Regions from separate parts of the Mus musculus genome. Here region 1 is linked to region 2. Evidence: chromatin contacts called from public HiCAR-type data. All regions are on one chromosome and are shown on one strand. Each heading gives the region's core, a stretch centred on a gene start, on an enhancer-like site or on the middle of the called end of the contact. The rest is flanking DNA. Distances are from core to core; before and after follow the strand shown.

Region 1 (5,074 bases), core at 246-2,745, 600 kb after region 2:
GATTTGGTGAAAATATTCTTCTAGTTGTGTCTGGGAGGTCAGTTCTGGATGAAATTAACATTTGGATCTGTAGACCCCCAAAAGCAATAAAGCAGTCTTCAGAGAAGATTCATCTGGCCTACTGAAAGCCTGGATGAATAGGTGAGCAAAAAGAACTCCAGAGCTCCATCTGTAAGCTGCAGCATCAGTTGCGTCTCTTAGACTCTGACTCAGACATGATATTATATCCTGAGCTCTCATGGGTTTTAGGGCTTTACACTCAGATGTGAAACCACGTCACTGTCTCCAGTCTGCAGACTCTAGGTTTGTTTGTTTTTTGTTTTGATTTTGTTTTTGTCCATTTATAAGAAAATGTCTTCCTTGGAAGCCCACGCTATTTTCAAAGTTTTGGTAATCCTCTTGCCTTGGCTTCCCAAATGCACAGATTACTGAAATGTGGCATTACATTTGTCTTTAACTACAGATCTGAAACCTCTCAGACTGCAGAATTGCACGCAACAAGCCTCTTTGACAAATCGACTGCTATGTATATCTTGTTGTCTCCATGTCTGTGGAGAAGCTGGACTAGCACAGAACATATGGAAAATAGGATAATCTTCTACATAGATATTTTCAAAGAATAGCAAGAAGCCAGTTGTGGCTATCAACCAATGTTTTAACAATACATATGCTCAGTGTTCAGATTGGAAATTTTATGTGACTTTCTACTACATCCTAAACTCCTTGGGAGGGCTGAGGAGTCTGAGGTGGTATGGGGCAAGTCCAGGAGGAAGAATATTAACCTTGTTCCTAAGACAGTCCACTTTATACAGCTTATATTCTCAAGTCCTTTAGTGCTTGATGACCACACTGAAGAAAATGAAATAAAAGCAGGATATCAGATGCAAACTAGCATTATGTATCTGACTTGCACCGCAGTGACAATGTCTACTGTATTTTCTATTCCTGTACAGAAGATGTTACTGGTCAAGAAATACCCCTTTTCTAATATTAATTTAGTCTGATAGTATTAATTTCTGATAACATATTAATTAATTCATTCAAGTTAATAACGACATGTTATTCACTATTTTCATTGCCTTTTGTTGGTTTACTTTTCCTTAAGCTTTACTTAAAGTGGCGCTGTCCTTACATGTTCCAAGCACAGAGTAAAATAGATGTATCACACAAACTACAATCTCTGTTGCTTGCTCCGTAGAGTGCCACAATTTTTTTCAACTGTAGGCTTCTATTTCTATAATGCTTATATCAGACACAAGGGAGCAAATTCTTGTTCTTGGGTGGGGGGCAGGGGTTGAATAAAGGTCTAGGTTAGCCTGCCCTCTAGTGTGGCTTACTGATTTCTGGGGAGAGAAAAAAAATGCAGCATGTCCTAGAAGCTGATTGTGCAATTCTGTTGGGTTGGCAACCTGCCATCAGCACCAGAACACTGCACAACTTCCTCCTCTTTGGGAGCTACAGGCTTCAAGCATTAGGTCACATTTGTAACCCAGTTTTGAGCAGAAACACACTCTAGACACACCCTATGCCTGCCTAAGCCAGTGTCACATGGTTATCCTTGACTGTGGCTTTTGTCATTTCCTCCCATTTAATGATAACACACAATGAAACTAAATAAAGGGACAGACTTCTTACTACAGGAACTCGGGGATTTACAGAGTGCTTCTGAGGGGAATTTGGTCTCAGAAATGGTACTGGTTTAGGCTGATCTCTCTGAAGCAGTCTGCCTATGTGTCTCCTTGGCTGGCCCTTCTGAATGTGAGGCTACAGCCAAATGGCTCTGAGGCTGCACTCCAGGATCCATGTTACCACACCAGAAGCATCTTTGAGATTTGGTTTTACTTCTTCGTTCAAATTCTGCTCAAAATTAAACTGCCTTGGAGGATAGTGTTTAAAATTTTTTGATTTATATTTAGCTACACAAAATGAGCTCCCTTTAAAAAATGAAAAACTAATTGCTATATTTGCTTAAACCTAGAAGTGCCCTGGTTATAGATCAACTCTGAAGTTATTTTAAACATGTTACTGCAATGCTAAATTTCAAACGCTTTTTCAGGATTTTGTGCATATGTTCAGTTGGGATGCTCAGAATTCCTGGCTGATGGGAATTTAACCAGTGCCTGCCTGTTCTTCCTAACCCACATACATAACATACATAACATACATGTTCTGGACTCATTTGTCTAAGAAGTGAGAGTCTTCCATTTTTAAGCACTCATAATTTAAAGAAAGTCTAGATGTTAGCCTTTACAATAATAACAAATAGAGCAATAATCTTTAAAACCACCCATAGATGTAAAATATTTTGTATGTATGTATGTGTGTGCATATATATATATTCTACAAAATATGCCTTCTTTCTGTTCTCAAATCATTAGTCTACTAAGGCTGCATGCAAGGACTAAAGTGACATAACAGCCTCTGGAGAGCACCACCATTCATCTTGGGCATCGGCATTTCCTTAAGATGAGTTCTGTCATAGTAGGCATATGGATATAATTGTGTTGTCCATTTCTTCTTGTCTGGCAGTAATACAACCAAAGCAAATATAAAGACTTGAGGGTTTAAGAATCACAATCAGATGAGTGGAAAGGAATTGAAGAGAGACAACACAAAGCAACAGACTCCTAGGCGACAAGATATACCTGTATGGCAGTTGTCCTCCATTCTGGAGCCTTCATTGTGTCATTTGTGATAAGCATGGCATGGACCAAGTGTAATCAGAGGTATCTGATTTTCATCCCCAAACTGCCTGTTCTAATTGTATCTGTCCCATTCTCACCACATCTGTGTGTTTCCATATATTTTAGATACAAAATATAACAGATTAAAGTTTGCCAGTGCAGGCACAATGTTACCCAAACACCATGTTCTCACTGGCTCTGGTTCCCATTCTAATCCACACCCTTGGCATGTTTGCCATTTGCTGTATTGATTTTTCAGCTTGTGTTCTTTGCTCAAGTCTCTGAAAGACATCATAAATGTAATCACTGTCATGAAGAGGAAAATGAAACACTGCAGACCTTGTGATTGGTGCATTGCATGTTTTTGTCACAGCATCTCAAATACACGTGAGATTCACTGATTCCCTATCAGTGGCTCCCTTTTGCCCCTCTAGTTTGCTGACATGTGATTTTCCAAGTCATTTTTAGAAATCTGAAACCTGTTAGAGATTGCAGATGCTAGGCTCTGCATGGCTGCTATCGTTTTGGCAGAGTCTGCTCTTTCAAGACAACAAAGGCAACACATAAAAATCTGCCTTCTCTGACTCTGTCCTTAAAGTCTCTGTGGATGCAGGACACTTAAAACACTTCTAGACATCCAGGTCTAGACTGGACCTTTTCTTCCTTTTTACTCAACAGAGTACAAGGGCTTTTGCCTTGGAACTCACAAGCTTATTCCCATTACCAGCTTCTACTATGAATATAGTTTTGTCACCAGTTCAATATATGTGACTCTTTTTAAATAATACTAATTATGTAGATGTCAGAGCTGGCAGTAGGAAAACCAGTTCTTGCCTGTCTACTTTGAACCCCAGCTCTGGCTAAGTCCCTTAGTCTTCATGTAACTTAACTCAACTTGTAACAAGAAGAAAAGGAAGGAGGAAAAGAAAGGAAAAGAGAAAATAAACTACAAAAGAAGTGCAGCTACATATGCAAAGAGATGAAAAGAAGTCGTCAGACTTGAGGCTGAGGGAAATGGAGACCTTCGAGTCCTTCAAGCTCGGGTATGATTTTAATGGAGAAAAATGGAAGAGACAGAAGTGGGGCAGGGATATTAAAACCAAATGTGGAACAAGAAGAGTCAGAAATGCTGAGGAGCAGCCAGAAGTTCTGTGTTTCAGATGTACAGCAAGTCCCGCCTAAGAGATGGAGTCACAAAGGTAGCCTGTGGTACAGCCTGAAAGGATGGAATGAAGAGAGAGATCCGTACTCTACCAGAGAGCAATGAAGAGGGGAAGTGATGTTTAAAGGAACAGAGTAACTCCCAGACAGACAGATGAAATCAGCAGATATATTCAAGGAGAAGATGAATGGGAAGAAAGCACAGCATGTATGCAAGGAACATTCGTTTACCTATTATCTACTTTTGTGGAAATGAGTGAGAATTTGGGGGGTGGGGTTGTTGTTTGTCTGATAGTCTCGGAACCACCTCTTTTTGTGCCTCAAACACTGTTTCAAACAATTCTATTTTCTATCAAGAGAAAGTACAATGTCCTTCAAACACAATGCCATGGCTCTCTGAGCCTCTGTTTTAAAGCAGCTTGGCTTTTCTTGCCCCTTGGCTCCTAACATGATTTGTCACATGCTCTTACACAATCATTTAAAATACTGAATTACCCATAGTGTTTCCTGAAAATAATGGATTTCAGTGACTTTCAAATATTAGTGCCCCGTTGTTACTAGTGCAAGTCCCAGCCAGAACTGTGGGAAAATGTAGATTCTGGTCAAGTAGGTTATCATGGTGGTGCATACAGGTGGGCTGTGCTGAGAAGGCAGAGCTGGAAGACCAAGGCTTATTGTTATTTTCAGTCTTCCATTTGTAATCTCATGATTATGCATAGAACAATCCTCTCTTGAATGCCTTAGTCCATGATCATTACATTTCTAGAATATGATTCATTTCAACCACTTTCACACCAACATAGCAGAAGAGCTGGTGAAGGGCATGGACAGAGATTTTAAAAAAAGTTGTCCATTCAAGCAAAAAGATCTATATCCTTCATCTACCAAATCGAAAGACAGATTTGAGAGAATTCTACATTTGAATAGAAAACTGAAACAGGAGAGATATCATTTGGAAGGGATGCAGGCATTATGAGACAGTTGCCCTCGAGTCTTCAGTTGTTTCAAAAGTGGTAATCCTCAAGTTCTAGACAAGCCTCTAGACTGATTTAAGGGCCACCTTGGGTTTTAGCAATGGGAACATATAATATAAAAGACAGTGGCTACCGTTCCTGGCCCAGCACCAGGATCAGAATACTGGTGAACAAAGGTCGTGTGACTCCTACATGCTTGGTGATGGATCAGCAGCAAGATTTCATCCTATGTATTCTGTGAGTGGGAGTTACTTT
Region 2 (5,037 bases), core at 1,154-3,653:
CGCCCTCACATCTTGCTGTGAAGCTTCTTTATAGATGGGGTTGTCATCTGCAATCTGTCACCTTTCACCTGTATTTTCTGGAGAATATGGGTTAAAACAAATTGGCTAAGAACCCCAAAAGCACAAGTTTCCCAAGAGATGACCTGCCTGAAGCATCAACAGCCAGTGATCCCAGAACATCCACTTGCCACACATATTTCAGACTTCCCAGCCCCACAACTATGTGGGCCAGGTCCTTAAGGTAAGCACTGTGTAGGTGCAGATGTGTACACATGTGCACACCCACCTTACCGAATCTGTGTACTCACTTGGAGAATCTGAATAGGGCATGGTTTCCTACTGCATTTCTGCCCAAGGCTTTGGATTGATGCTGAATTGGTATGTATATCTCTAGCACCCAGATTCAAGGAGACTGTTGATGCGATCATAATAATGACTGACAACATTTCAAACCGATCTGAAAAGTTAGTGTATAAAATACATTTCTTTACATTGAAAATCTCTAACAATAAGTTATGATATTAGCTTTATTCTCCCAGTCAACTGAAAGAAGTTTGAAATAATTTACATAGTGTTTTAAGACACAGAAGACATGAAATGTATCAAGAACTTAAGCATGAATATCCAAACTACAATATTTCTAACCACATGGTAACATCTAACAGAAAATGGTAATTGAGAAAGCTACATTTGTACATTTTGTTTTATGTGTAGGTGGGGGAAAGAGGTGCATACATGTCACAGTGTACTTGTGGAGGACTGAGAACACATGTCAGAAATTGGTTCTCTCCTTGCAGGATGTTGGGCACTAGGGATAGGATTTCGGAGAGCCGTCGTGGTGACAAGCTCCTTAATCCCCTCAAGTACTTCACTGTCCAGAGAAAAGTTCATTTGGATCCAATAATTATGCTATGTTTTATATCAATTTTTAATTCAGTCAAAAATTAAGCAATTATCAGTGAAGTTATCTATTTCCTTTAATAGAGGAATATAAAATGTAGTGATATGGACTAAGCTAAGGATCAAACAGATAATAGGAAACAGAGGGGTTTTTGTTTGTTTGTTTGTTTTGTTTTTGTTTTTGTTTTGTTTTGTTTTTGTTTTCAAGACAGGGTTTCTCTGTGTAGCCCTGGCTGTCCTGGAACTCACTCCGTAGACCAGGCTGGCCTCAAACTCAGAAATCCGCCTGCCTCTGCCTCCCAAGTGCTGGGATTAAAGGCAACACTGCCCGGCTGGTTGTTTTTTTTTTGTTTTTGTTTTTTGTTTTTTGTTTTTTTTGTTTTTTTGTTTTTTTTGTTTTTTTGTTGTTGTTGTTCTAAATCCATACTCATATTTGTATGTTAATTAAATCATGATTTTGACTGAATAAAAACCTATTTACTTTTTGTAATCTGTGATTATGAGTTGCCATCGTTGTTATTAAAGAGCAAAGCACAGCATTATCAGCTTTATCAGAACCACGTGGATAAGGCGGTCAGATGACTACAACAGGCAGTTAGATGACTACAAATACCACAGCGATGCCAAGATCTGAACACTTCATCTAGATTTCTAAAGCAGGAAAACAACTGTCAACTCTCCTTTAGTACTTTAATCACTGTCTGCTTAGTTTATTGCAAATACCACAACTAAGAATGGCGAACTCTGATGACCACAGAGCATGATGGGAACCCAGCAGTGCTAAATAGTGACTCCATTTATTGCTATCACTATGTTGGTTATGACAAATATACAGCTTCTATGTTTTATTACATGAATGTCTTGGCCAGGTGTTGTGGTACATGTCTTTAATCCTAGAACTCAGAAAGCAGAGGCAGGCAGATCTCTGTGTTTGTTACTACTCTGGTCTACAGAGCAAATTCCAGGACAGCCAGAGCTACACAGAGAAACCTTGTCTTGAAAAACAAAACAAAACAAAACCAGAATAAGTAAGAAATAAAGTAAAATGTATATCTTAGACATCACATCAAAAATTATAAGCAAGGGGGAGACTATTGCTATTGTCTTTGGTTATAAAAAGAAGATGGCAAGCTATGAGACAGAAATCCAAAACTGTAAGCCAGAAAAGTCAGTAGGCAGCCGAACAGGGAGCTTCATTCAGAAATTCTCAGACACAAAGTTGATGAGAAAGGAAATTGAAATTCATGCAGACAGACCAGTTCCCAGTCCATCGTCCCAAGGGAGTCACTTTGATTTTGTCCGGAGATTCATCAAATTATCCCATCTCCCATACCTCACCCAGTTATGGATATTATTTTACTAGCCAGGAATTAAGTATTAAATGGTCTAGCTTTCCTGAATGAACACATGCCAACGGGCATAGATATCTTAGACTAACGTCAAGTGAACTTTGGGAACTGAATAACAAGCTCCTATGAAACGTCATGTTTTCAGTTTTGAAAGTCAGTTGCCACATTGCGGGAGGGTGGAGTGATAGAGGAGGGAGTCACAGACCATGCCTCCGCCCCTATGAATAAACCCAGAGGAAATACCGATGAGAACAGGAAAAAAAAACTACTTAGAACTGTAAGGACAGCTTTCTGATTGTAAGCCTGGCTTTCAACTGAATTTATTACTTTTAATTATCAAGGCTATTGTAATGAAACCAACAAGCCCCTTTGACTGATATTAATTTGTTGCACAATACTGCACCACAGCCATTTTAATTTTTTGGCTGGGTATTTTACAAAACTACGAACAAATCAGAATTGTTCTGGAAAGAGGCTTACTTTTGATTACTTTGTTTATACAAAACATCAAGTCAAAGCAAGCCATGAAAAATATGACAGACTTCAAAAACAGTATAATAACCCGTTTCTATTTTAACAAAAGCTATGACTTACTCATTTACCCTGCCAATTTTTTCCTGGCAAAGTTGTGCCAGAGCCTATCTGTGAATTTCTGAATGTTAATTCACAAGAAAATACATTTTGTTTTAGAGTGTAGTTATCAAATGTACCATTTACAAATATAATACCATATTTACACATATACGATTCTTTGTTTGATTTCAAGGGCTAATGGACAATAGGCATGGCAGGGACGTTGCTGGGCTGTTGCACTCACGCAGAGATAGCTGGGACTATATGTATAAGACTTGTACAAGGTCATGCCAGTCAAAATCCTTGCATACAGTCATGAAGTCCACTTCTAGCTACGGAGCTACTGCCAATTGATGGATGCCTGTGGTGAGAAAGTCAGTTTCTTCAGGCTGCAGCTTCTGAAGGCTGCTTCTGCTCCAAAGATGGTCCTATATCCATATACATAAAGGTACCCTTATCTAGACTTAGTGGATCTAGCAGAAAATAGCACATGAAGTCAGGAAGAAAAAGTATTGAAGGGACTAGAAGAAGGGCTAGCTGAAAGGCTCTAGGGTAGAACTGATCAAAACGTATATGAAAACATTTTAACCTTAAGAAATTAAATCTGAATCTCCTACATGTAATGTCAAGTTAGGTAAATTAAATTGTAGACTGAAAGGCTTCCATCTCAGCATGCTACATTATTACGATCCTCAGTGGAGAATGGGATCATATTTAGTTCTCTGAATTAGGACATATTATGATCAAGTTCATTCCACATCTTTTACCAGGCATTATTGATCTCCCCTTTTAGCATAACAATTGAATATAAAATGAATAAATGATCCACAAAGTCCCTTTTCTTAAAGCTTGTTCATGAATAGACTCCTCAATGCTTAACTGTATCATTCTATTTTACAAACCCCATGTGTTTGCTTGAATTGCTTGCATTACTTATTTTCCTGTTTTGAAACATATCACCTAACTATTTCTTTTCTTTCTCTAAATTCAATTGGATACCAATTTTCATATCTCAATACTAATATGAAAAGAACCATGGGAAAGACCTGACTTGCACTAGGAGGTGGGGAGGAAGAGATGATTTAAGATCCTAAAATACAGGACAGACAGAGTCCTTCATGAATTCATTTCTGTCTGTGAGGGAGGGTGGGTCCTTGGAACATGTATCTCATGTCTTCCTTTCTGATGCCAAAGTGTAGGCAAAAATGAGTCAATTTTGTTCACATTCAAGTTACAAACCTGAGTAGATTTACGTGTTTAATGAATCAGTGAAATAAAGACGCTTAAGAAACAGAAATCAAATAAATCAGAATGTGGAGTCATACAGCAGTCTTCATAGACAACAGTCACACATTAAAACGTCTTTACACAATTTTTTGCCCTAATTTTTGATGGTTTTTCTAAATAGACAAATTCTGGACACTGATATTGTAAATCATCAAAATAATTCAGCAATTATGAAGGATGCTACAAATAGGTAATCCAGAAATGGAAGAAGTGAGAATTATGACAATCCATTATACAAACTGGGAAGATAGAAGAAAAAGCAGAGAAAACTCAGATCCTAGGTCTACCTTCAGTATAGTAAAAGAATGCTTGCTTATCAGATCTCGGTTATTAGCGAGGGAAATCAACTACTCTTCAATATTCTCTATAGTTTACAATATGCAGTTGGAACTTTTTTCTAACTTCAGCAGGTTATGGCTTAGATGTGGCAAATGATAAACTAGGAAGTTAAGTCAGTTACTGTTCTGCTAGGAGAGGCAGAGTCTATGCTGGAAAGAGATATTCAATGTATAGTGTTTTTCTTTTTTTAAAATGTATCAACTACAAGGAAAATATCAAAATATCAAATGCTATAGAACACTTGTGACAGATGTAATTCTCTCTGAGGCCAGTAGATAGAAAGGATGTTGAAGGAGTTTTCTGAACAATGTGGTTCTTATTCTCTAGTCAGAGGAAAGTACATGGGCCAGTGTGACACAGATGTGGAAAACTAAGAGGAAGTACCTCGCAGAACTAATCATCAGCCATTGGAGGACCTTCACGTAGTCCAGTGCTATAGATGATGAACATTTAAAAAGTGGTTTGGAAAGAGACTAGAAAGAGATGCAAACTCAAATGCCCAAAGGTATACAAATGGATGAAATTTCTGAATAAAATTTAGAGAATATTAAAGATTGAGGAGCAGCGATATGGCTTATTGGATAAGGGT

The links. HiCAR-type assays count read pairs that join an accessible place to other places.
Region 1: a contact with region 2 is called in a HiCAR-type map of fibro-adipogenic progenitors, with 4 times the contacts expected there. The contact joins two enhancer-like sites. A contact is called at or near these places in 4 of 39 promoter capture datasets (the 3T3-L1 cell line, 3T3-L1-derived adipocytes and hippocampal neurons), 1 of 15 datasets of contacts at CTCF or cohesin (the NIH/3T3 cell line), 1 of 484 Hi-C or Micro-C datasets (the N1E-115 cell line) and 1 of 115 datasets of contacts at active chromatin or transcription factors (fibro-adipogenic progenitors).

The regions. Positions count from the first base shown.
Region 1 is chr13:90,514,601-90,519,674 of GRCm38.p6, forward strand. The region is part of intron 1 of Gm35111 (a long non-coding RNA gene); the gene reads right to left. Among named protein-coding and RNA genes, the nearest start is that of Gm35111, 32 kb to the right of the region's middle. Within about 2 kb of position 1,496, at least 184 of the 459 cell types and tissues checked have an H3K27ac peak or open chromatin away from gene starts, as enhancers often do. A contact at or near this core is called in fibro-adipogenic progenitors, where this site is marked.
Region 2 is chr13:89,911,663-89,916,699 of GRCm38.p6, forward strand. The region is part of intron 7 of Xrcc4 (X-ray repair complementing defective repair in Chinese hamster cells 4); the gene reads right to left. Among named protein-coding and RNA genes, the nearest start is that of Vcan, 170 kb to the left of the region's middle. Within about 2 kb of position 2,404, at least 17 of the 459 cell types and tissues checked have an H3K27ac peak or open chromatin away from gene starts, as enhancers often do. A contact at or near this core is called in fibro-adipogenic progenitors, where this site is marked.